Linked DNA regions of Mus musculus: all the other regions are linked to region 3. Evidence: chromatin contacts called from public promoter capture Hi-C data. All regions are on one chromosome and are shown on one strand. Each heading gives the region's core, a stretch centred on a gene start, on an enhancer-like site or on the middle of the called end of the contact. The rest is flanking DNA. Distances are from core to core; before and after follow the strand shown. Region 1 holds the start of Actr5 (ARP5 actin-related protein 5). Region 2 overlaps Src (Rous sarcoma oncogene). Region 3 holds the start of Tti1 (TELO2 interacting protein 1).

Evidence for each region. Promoter capture Hi-C pulls out the DNA fragments that hold promoters and counts their contacts.
Region 1: a promoter capture Hi-C map of pre-B cells shows a contact between it and region 3, with 2.6 times the contacts expected there. The contact joins the promoter of Actr5 here to the promoter of Tti1 in region 3. A contact is called at or near these places in 1 of 39 promoter capture datasets (pre-B cells), 1 of 484 Hi-C or Micro-C datasets (regulatory T cells) and 1 of 9 other capture datasets (liver).
Region 2: a contact with region 3 is called in a promoter capture Hi-C map of embryonic stem cells, with 2.9 times the contacts expected there. The contact joins the enhancer-like site here to the promoter of Tti1 in region 3. A contact is called at or near these places in 2 of 39 promoter capture datasets (embryonic stem cells and liver) and 1 of 484 Hi-C or Micro-C datasets (embryonic stem cells).

What each region holds. Positions count from the first base shown.
Region 1 is chr2:158,623,343-158,626,252 of GRCm38.p6, reverse strand. Actr5 (ARP5 actin-related protein 5) reads right to left here and starts at 1,340. Exons shown (of 9, transcript NM_175419.4): 1 at 737-1,340. The coding sequence starts at 1,111.
Region 2 is chr2:157,456,011-157,458,892 of GRCm38.p6, reverse strand. It overlaps Src (Rous sarcoma oncogene), which reads right to left. Exons shown (of 15, transcript NM_009271.3): 4 at 1,562-1,816; 5 at 260-359; 6 at 33-50. The coding sequence starts at 1,808. Among named protein-coding and RNA genes, the nearest start is that of Src, 33 kb to the right of the region's middle. Within about 2 kb of position 1,287, at least 170 of the 459 cell types and tissues checked have an H3K27ac peak or open chromatin away from gene starts, as enhancers often do. A contact at or near this core is called in embryonic stem cells, where this site is marked.
Region 3 is chr2:158,027,176-158,030,122 of GRCm38.p6, reverse strand. It overlaps Tti1 (TELO2 interacting protein 1), which reads left to right and starts at 1,689. Exons shown (of 8, transcript NM_029282.2): 1 at 1,689-1,749. It overlaps Rprd1b (regulation of nuclear pre-mRNA domain containing 1B), which reads right to left and starts at 1,626. Exons shown (of 7, transcript NM_001291134.1): 1 at 1,078-1,626. The coding sequence starts at 1,228.

The DNA of each region.
Region 1 (2,910 bases), core at 91-2,590, 600 kb before region 3:
CAGGACAGAATTTACTTTTGAACTCTAATTTAAAACACGAGGTCGTGGAGGGAGACACTCAAGGCCAGACACGAGGACTAGAGAGAACACATTAGAACCCAACTCTGTTTCCCAGCACCTAATCTCTGACTCCAGTCACAGAAGATCACCTGCCTAAGGCACCTACACTCTTGTACACATTCTCACACATATAACTTTGAAATAATACATCTTTTAAAAGGTGCTCACGGGCCATTTTAAAGAATACATTTCATCTCTATTGGAGATTATTTTGGGAAGCCAAAATAACATGATCAATTTAAGCTTTTCGTAGGTCTGTCTGTCTGTTGGTTTTTTGTTTTTTTAAGATAAGGTTTCTCTGTGTAGCCCTGGCTGGCCTTGAACTCACAAACATCTGCCTGCTTCTGCCTACCGAGTGCCCGGATTAAAGGGCCGTGAACCCATGCCCGGTTCATTTTAAGTTTATTAAGTCAAGCTTTGGCTAAACTGTTAACTGATAAACCCCGTTGGTTTTATCTTCAAAATACTTCCAGGATCGGACTGGTGCTGGTAAAACTCATCTCACTTGGACTATTGCAAACTGGACCCTTGTGCCTGAGACAGCCCATCCTCTGGAAGATAAAGACTTCGTGGTGTACCCTTAGCTCCTAGCACAAGGCTGACGAACTTGTGTTCAATACCCTACTGCCTGGCATGACGGCTGAAGCCGAGCGCGCCCTGCCCGGCAGGCCCTCACCTGCGAGGAGACGCCGAGGTGCTGGAAGCTGTAGTCCAGCAGCAGTTCCTGCAGTTCCAGGTTGACCGGGACGTTGCGATCGAAGGGCGAGCGCAGCATCCAGCGCAGAGGCTCCAGGCTTCCCAGCGCGTTGCCCACCTGCGGCCCCGGCCCGCCGCGCGCCCCGCCGCGGCCGCGCGCACACACGGCGCGGAACTGCAGGCGAGGCTCGGGACCGGGGTCCGGCCCGGGGCACGCCCACCCGGCCCGAGCCTGGAACGACCCGTTGTCCAGCACCAGAGGCACCGGCTGCGACCCGAAGGCCACCGGCCCGGCTTCGAGCACGGGATCCGGAGCAGAGCGGGCATCTCGGAAGCGGAACACGTTGGCCTCCATCTTGGCCAGCGCCGGTCCCGCCCCGAAGCCGAGTGCGTCACGAAACCCCGGGCCGCGTCTGAGTCTCTGGGCCCCGAAGCGTCCGGAAGCCTCCTCCTTACGGGAGGACTCGCTGGTTTCAGCACCTGATTCCCGCCTGGCGCTCCAGAACTTTCTGTGGGTTTCTATTCCCCGCTGATCCAGGCCTCAAGTCCAACCGTAGCTCCAGCTTGTCCGCAACAGCCTCCTTGTGGCCACGCCTCTTCGCGCTAACTGGCTGTCCACGAGCCCCGCCCCCAGCTCCGAACATGGAGGCGTAGCCACGCCCCTTGCTCTAACTAAGGGACCAAAGGCTCCACCCACACTGGGCTGGACTCCGCCCCTCCCTGTCCCCTTACTCTCCCTTGGTCTCTGTCTGCATAGCCTTGCAGATCTAGCCCTTAGTTTTGTGACCGTGTTAAGCTAATCTCCTTCCCCTTTGACTTCTTTTTCTGTTCATTTGTTTATTTATTGCGTGATGGGTGTGGGAGCGTGCCAAGATGCCTGTTCTCTTCACCCAATAGGTTCCAGGGATGGAACTCAGGGCCCTCAAGGGCCCAGTCAAACTCCAAACTCTGAGGTACTACTAACTTCAGTTTCTGGGAGTGGCAGCTAAAATGAATATTTAGTGAGTTTGTAAAAATTCATCAAGCTGTCTACTTAAGATTGAATATTTCACTTTTTGTTTTGTTTTGTTTGGTTTGCTTTTTTGAGACAGGGTTTCTCTGTGTAGTTCTGGTTATCTTGAACTTACTCTGTAGACCAGGCTGGCCTCGAACTCAGAAATCCGCCTGCCTCTGCCTCCCAAGTGCTGGGATTAAAGGCGTGTGCCACCACTGCCCTGCTTTGTTTTTGGTTTTGTCTTTGTTTTTGTTTTTAATCATGTCGTTGTATCTCATGCTGGCCTTCAACTCTCAGCCATCCTCCTGTTCCAGCCTTTTATGTATTAGGGTTATTGACATCTCACACACACACACACACACACACACACACACACACACACAGATACACACACAGACACACCAGTTTACCCCTTGTTTTGGAGTGCATTCTATAAAAGCTTCTGGAATACAGAAGAGGATATGGGAGATAATTTTTTTGAGACTGGATCAAGTGGGAGATAATTTTTTTGAGACTGGATTAAGTGTCTTCATTTTATCCATTGCCTGATTGAACATTTGACTGAATTCCTACCAGGACGGCTCCACCCGATAAGATTGCCCTGAAAGCCTGCTGACCATCCTCCCCTCTCCCACCCACCACCCAGCTTGCAGCTGTTGTTTGGGGCTTAGACACCCTGATCACCACTCCAGCATTGTTTTTTTTTTCTCTTTCCTCTTTCCCCAAGCACGCCACGACAACTCAAGTTTTCTGTTTTCTTGATTGCTGTATTTTCTTTCTTCTTTTAAGCTTTAGCCCTGCACTTTGAAGGCTGGTTTATTTACATGACGTTTTAAGAAAAGTGGCAAAAAAAAAAAAAAAAAAGCCGGCCTTGGTGGCGCACGCCTTTAATCCCAGCCCTCAGGAGGCAGAGGCAGGCAGATTTCTGAGTTCGAGGCCAGCCTGGTCTACAAAGTGAGTTCAGGACAGCCAGGGTTATACAGAGAAACCCTGTCTCGAAAAACAAAAAAACAAAGAAAGAAAGAAAGAAGGAAGGAAGGAAGGAAGGAAGGAAGGAAGGAAGGAAGGAAGGAAGGAAGGAAGGAAGGAAGGAAAGAAAGGAAGAAAGGAAGAAAGAAAGGAAGGAAGGAAGAAAAAAAAGTGGCAGCCCACTACGGTGG
Region 2 (2,882 bases), core at 38-2,537, 570 kb after region 3:
AGCATCCCCCTCTACCTGGCCTCGGTACACACCTGACATCCACCTTCCTCCTAAGGGCCAGCGAGAGAGAAGCAGAGAGAAGGAGAGGCTGAGGTGCGAAGACAGGGCCCAGGACAAGGGAGGATACTGGTTGGGGTCTAGGGAGGGCCGCCACCCACCAAGAGCAGAAGCAGCCCTGTAGGCTCTGCACCGCCCTCTGCCGGCAGCTCTCGGTAAGACAGACCCACGCTCCCAGTGCAGTCCCCGCCAGGCCACTCACGTGTTATTGACAATCTGCAGCCGCTCCCCTTTCTTGAAGGACAGGTCAGTCTCTGTCCGTGACTCATAGTCATAGAGGGCCACAAAGGTGGTCACCCCACCTGCAGAGAAGGATGAGAGGTGTCAGAACCCTGCAGGGGCTGGGTCAGGCGCCGTTCTCACTCACCAGCCTGTCCCTGGGAGGAAGCTAAGTACGCTGTGCCTTCCTGCTGGGCTGCAGACTAGGTGTTCCTTATCTAATGAGTCTATTGACACAAGCAGAAGTCCCGTCCCCGTCCCCGTCCCCCCCGTCCCTGTCCCCCCCCCCCCCCGAGATCAGGCTCCCTTGCTCTGCACTCAGGGGCAGCACACAGAAGATGCCCCAAGCCCCACACTTAAGGGACTCTGCCTGTGTGTGTGCCTGGCAGCTCGAGGTTTCTGGTCCAAGTTTCAGGACCCTTCCCCTGATTCTCCCCTCACCCACAGCTGCTCCGTGGAATCCTGCATCCCACCCTCGGTTGCCCGAGGCTCCACAAATGCTTCTCAAATGATCGAATGGGTGTGTGGCTGCATGGCGGGAAGTGGGCTGCCCGTCCAAAGGTCTCACCACAACCAAGTTCCTGTGGTGGGATGTGGAGCTGGGAACCCCTACATCCCGTGTCTGCATTCTGCATGCAAGATGGTAGACAGGCCCATCTGAGGGGGCGAGGTTGTATGCACACCTGTATCTGTGTGTGCTCTGGCCCAGGTGTCTCTAGGAATTGTTGGTGTCTCCACTCAGTGTGGGTTCATGCCCAATGTGGGCATATAACATGGTTGAGTCTGGGTGGGATTTGTACGTGTAGGTGTGCAGCCATGCGTGTGGCTCTGTCTGAGCGTGGGATTTGCACGCATGGGCGTGCAGCCGTGAGTATGGCTCCGTCAGAGTGTGGGATTTGCACGTGTGGGTGTGTAGCCATGCATGCAGGAGCGTGAGTCACCCCGCTCAGCTCCTGGGCGGCAGGGCTGCCGCACCACACAGCGCCAGCAGAGGGCGCAGGGGCGCACTCGGGCCATCGCACAGCAGAGCCAGGAACAAAGGCTGGGCGGAGGCGGCAGCTAGTCCGTGGCGGTCCATCCCCTGAGGGCCTCAGGGTCCCCTCCCCTACAACCCTCTCCTTCAGAACCCGTTATATACTCTGAACCTGGGAGCCCGAAAGCGCCAGGAGCCCCGCTTTCCAGTTTACGAATCCTTCCCCATTCGCAGCCTCGGGAAAACCGAGTCCCCAGAACCCAGAGAGGGTGCACCACAGCTCAGGGACACACAGCAAGGGGGAGGGCTGACCTGCCAGAGGCCCCGCCCTCTGCGGGGAGGTGACGGTGTCCGAGGAGTTGAAGCCTCCGAAGAGCTTGGGCTCGGCCGCGGGCGGCACGAAGGCGGCGCTGGGCCCGCGGTGGCCGTCGGCGGAGGCGGGCTTGCTCGGTGTCTGTGAGGCCGGGAAGGCGCCCCCTGCCCCGTGCACGTTTTCCGAGGGCTCCAGGCTGCGGCGCCGCTGGCTGGCGTCCTTGGGCTTGCTCTTGTTGCTGCCCATGGTCCTGGCTAGGGGCGACAGAAATCCCCGAGGTAGAGGAGAGCCTCTGGGAGGAGACAAGCCACCCCACCCACTTATCGGATAGGGAAACTGAGGTCCTAAGAAGGGGACTAGCCACCCTGGGAGGACTCGTCTCATTACACCTGTCAAATGAATTGCTGGCACCTTAGGACACAGCTATGGAGAGAAGACATACCAGTCCAAAGTCCTGACTGCTGGACCCAAAGTCAGTTTCAGTCTTTCTTAGGCAGGGACACTTGAGTCATATCTATGTCCCCAGCACATAGGAGGGGCTCATTTAAGGATTGCTGAATGAATCCATGCCTGACAAGTCGTCTAACACTGGGGGAAGGTGCAGTACAGTACGGTGGCTTGAAGAAGGGATGGCCAGGCCTCCTGGTCACAGGACCTTTGCAAACACTATTCCCTGACAGCTTCACCTCCCAACTCAGTTTCCTTCAGCTGTCAGCTCAAAGTTACTTCCTGGGTCAGGCAGATGGCTACACAGGTAAAGGCACCTGTCACAGACACTGCTGACCTCAGTTCAATCCCCAGGACCCACATGGTGAAAAGAGGTGGACTGGGGCTGGAGAGGTGGCTCAGCAGTTAAGAGCACTGACTGCCTTTCCAGAGGTCCTGAGTTCAAATTCCAGCAATCACATGGTGGCTCACAACCATCTGTAACGAGACCTGATTCCTTTTCCTGATGTCTGAGGACAGCTACAGTGTACTTACTTACATATAAATCAAGAAAGAAAGAAAGAAAGAAAGAAAGAAAGAAAGAAAGAAAGAAAGAAAGAAAGAGGGAGGGAGGGAGGGAGGAAGGGAGGAAGGGAGGAAGGGAGGAAGGGAGGAAGGGAGGAAGAGAGGAAGAGAGGAAGGAAGGAAGGAAGAAAGAAAGAAAGAAAGAAAGAAAGAAAGAAAGAAAGAAAAAGAAAGAAAGGAAGGAAGGAAGGAAGGAAGGAAGGAAGGAAGGAAGGAAGGAAGGAAGGAAGAGAAACTTCAAGTCACATCCTTTAGGAAGGGGTCCTCAAATTCTTTCATGAGCCCCCAAACTACTGTACCCCCTTGGTT
Region 3 (2,947 bases), core at 440-2,939:
CCTGGATTAGCCTGGCTTCTTACCAGAATCGGCTTTGTTGAGCCCTGTGTTTTCCCCATCTGTAAAATTCCTACTTCAAAAAAAAAAAACCCAAGAATTTAAAAAAACAAAACAAAACAAAAAACAAGCAAACAAAAAAAAAACAAAGAACCATCCAGTATGGTGGCACAAGTCACTAATCCCAGCATTTGGGAGGCAGAAACAGGCGGGTCTGAGTTCGAGGCCAGCCTGGTCTACATAGGGAGATCCAGACCTGTAAAGGCTAAAGGTTCTGTCCCAAAGCAAAAACAAAAGCAACCCGCATAAAGATAGCAGCACATAATAAAGCCACAATAACATAAACTACCATCATCTCCATTTTCTATATAAGGAATAAAGGACATAGAGGTTAAACTGTTGGGTTCAGTGACAGATAGACTTAACTTCCAGACAGTAGCCAGAAACAACTTGCATCCAACACCGGGCCTGGCAAGAAACAGGTAGCGCTCGGGGAATATCGTGAGAGTCTGAATTTAGTGGCAAGGGCAGAAGGCTACCCAATTTACCATCCTGTTCTCAAGTCTATGGATAGTAACTAACACGGAGTCAAGGCTTTGGAAGTACAGGTAAGTTTGTATCCGTTTTACAGATTAGAATACACCGGCACAAGGATATGAAGAAACGTTCCCAGGATCACTTAGCTAGAACACGTTTGCACCAGGTCTTAATGTGGGCAGTCTGACCAGAGACGGCTGGATCGTATTCCAATTGCCCAACACGGGGCTCCCAGCTCCAAACACAGCCACGATTTAAAACAAAAACAAAAACAACTGTCGTAAGGTGTGAGGGGGAAGCCTGATGAGGGAAGGAGCTGAGTAACTTCAAGTCTGGGCATTTGCGCCCTTGGAACTTCAGACGAATCTCCCATACCTTACCGGGCCTCAGTTTCCCTCTCCAAGTCATAAAATAACACCGTTTCCAACCTCAGACCCTCCATCAGAGCCCCAGGCCTGCAAAACAAGGCTTAAGAAGCCACAGGGCTGCGGGAGAGTGGATGAGGGAACACAGCCATGGGAGAGCCGGGGTGCGGGTGATCACCTTTGCGGAGCTCGCGGTGCCACACGGAGACGATGGGTCCTGCGTGCTTGCGGTGGTGGATGAGCCACAGGGAGAGGGTCTGCACGCTCTGCTGAGAGTTGCTCAGCTCTGAGAGCTTCTTTTCCAGCGCCGATTCTGAGAAGGAGGACATGGTGGCGGTGGTGGGGAGCAGCCCGGGCCGCCCGATGAGACGGGGAAAGCGACCGCACTCGGCCCAGGCCTCCGCTGACAGGCTGCAGGGCTCTCCGCCGACTGACAGACAGCTCGGGGTACCAGGTGGGGGGAGGGGACAGGTCTCCGCAGTAACAGCCGCCCGCGCCGCCGCCACAAGATGGCCACCCGACCTCTCACCCCGCCGCCACGGGGGTCAAAGGGCAAGGGCCACAGCCGGGCGCCGAGAGGCTTCGGAGCCGGAGGAAAACGATCCTTAGGAGGCGGCAGTATCCTTGGTCCCTGACTTCTAGCCGGCCAGGCCGAGGGAACAAATCCAGGTCCTCGAACACCGAAAATGCGCTTTAACCGCTCGCGCCCGCGCGCCGGCGCAGTGAGCCTCACCGGAACCCTTTTTCCCGCTCCGCAGAACCTTTCTGGCGCGGCGCGACGCACTACTTAGTCGTCATTTCCGCCTAGGGTGCAGGAGGCGGGAGAGTGAGGGAAAGACTGGAAGACGAGGTAAGAGTGGCGGGAGTGTAAGGGAGCCCAGCCGCTTAGGAGCGTCCAGAAACGAATCCTTAGGACACACTGAGGCAGGAAGCGCGGGAGCTGGGTGTGGGAAGGGCCGCGTCGCTTTGGTGGCTGGCCTAGGCCACACCTCCCTCCGTGCCTGGGCCCCTCTCCCCAGCGCTCCTCTAGTTCCTTTAAAGACACGAACTCTTGGCAGGGCTCCCCACTTTGGTTCCTGTTCTGACTTCCGAAGTGATACCCCTTTTCTCACCTGGTGGAACTGCGCCGTCTACTGACCTCTACTGAGTCTGGCCCCACACACACACAACTTTTTTTTTGGAGGGGTGTGATGGCTCCAAGTGCTTGCTATGCAAGAATGAGGATTTGTGTTCCCATCATTAAAAAGCCCAAGTTGGTGGGCCAGGTCTGTAACTTCAGTGTTCTGGGGCTGAGACAGGAAGATCGCCGGAGCTTGCTAGATGCCTGCTTAACTCCAGGTTCAGTGAAAGACTCAGTCTCAAAAGAATAAGCTGGAGAGTGATTGAGCGGGACACCTGACGTCCTCTGTGCGTGCACCCCCCCCCCAACACACATACCTACAACTCCCTGACGTTGTTGAACTTATTAGATGTGAGTCCCCTCCCAGCCTAAAAGACATTCCTATAGTTGATGCCTGGTTTTCTTAACTTCTCTGTCCCTAATATACATGCTTTGACCCTTCTTCACCTGGAGTGCATCATGATCATAGCTAGTGTAGTTGAGAAGTTTCTATGTGCTAGACACTTTTCAAAGCTATGAGGTAAGTGTTATCGTCTCACGGTTTAACAACTGAGGAAACAGGTTACAGAGGTGTGGTGATCACATAAGTTTCAAGCTCACAGAGCTAAGATCTGAATGAAGAGAGTGTATCTAAGTGTGTCCCAGCATCTGGAATCAAAGCTGAATTCATAGCTGATTGAATTAACGCACAAGTCAACACCTTATAATGATATAGGGAGGCAGAGGCAGGTGGTTCTCCTGAGGGTTCCAGGCCAGCTTGGTCTGTGCAGTAAATTCCAGACCAGCTTTTAAGACCCCACCTTACAAAAAAGCTCGGGCTTTTGAGACCTCATCTAAATAGTTGCTGAGTACTGAGTAACTCATGTTCTGAGTACCCTTTGTACTAAGTCTATGTATCCAGATGTTACTATTTTAAATGTCAGTCCTT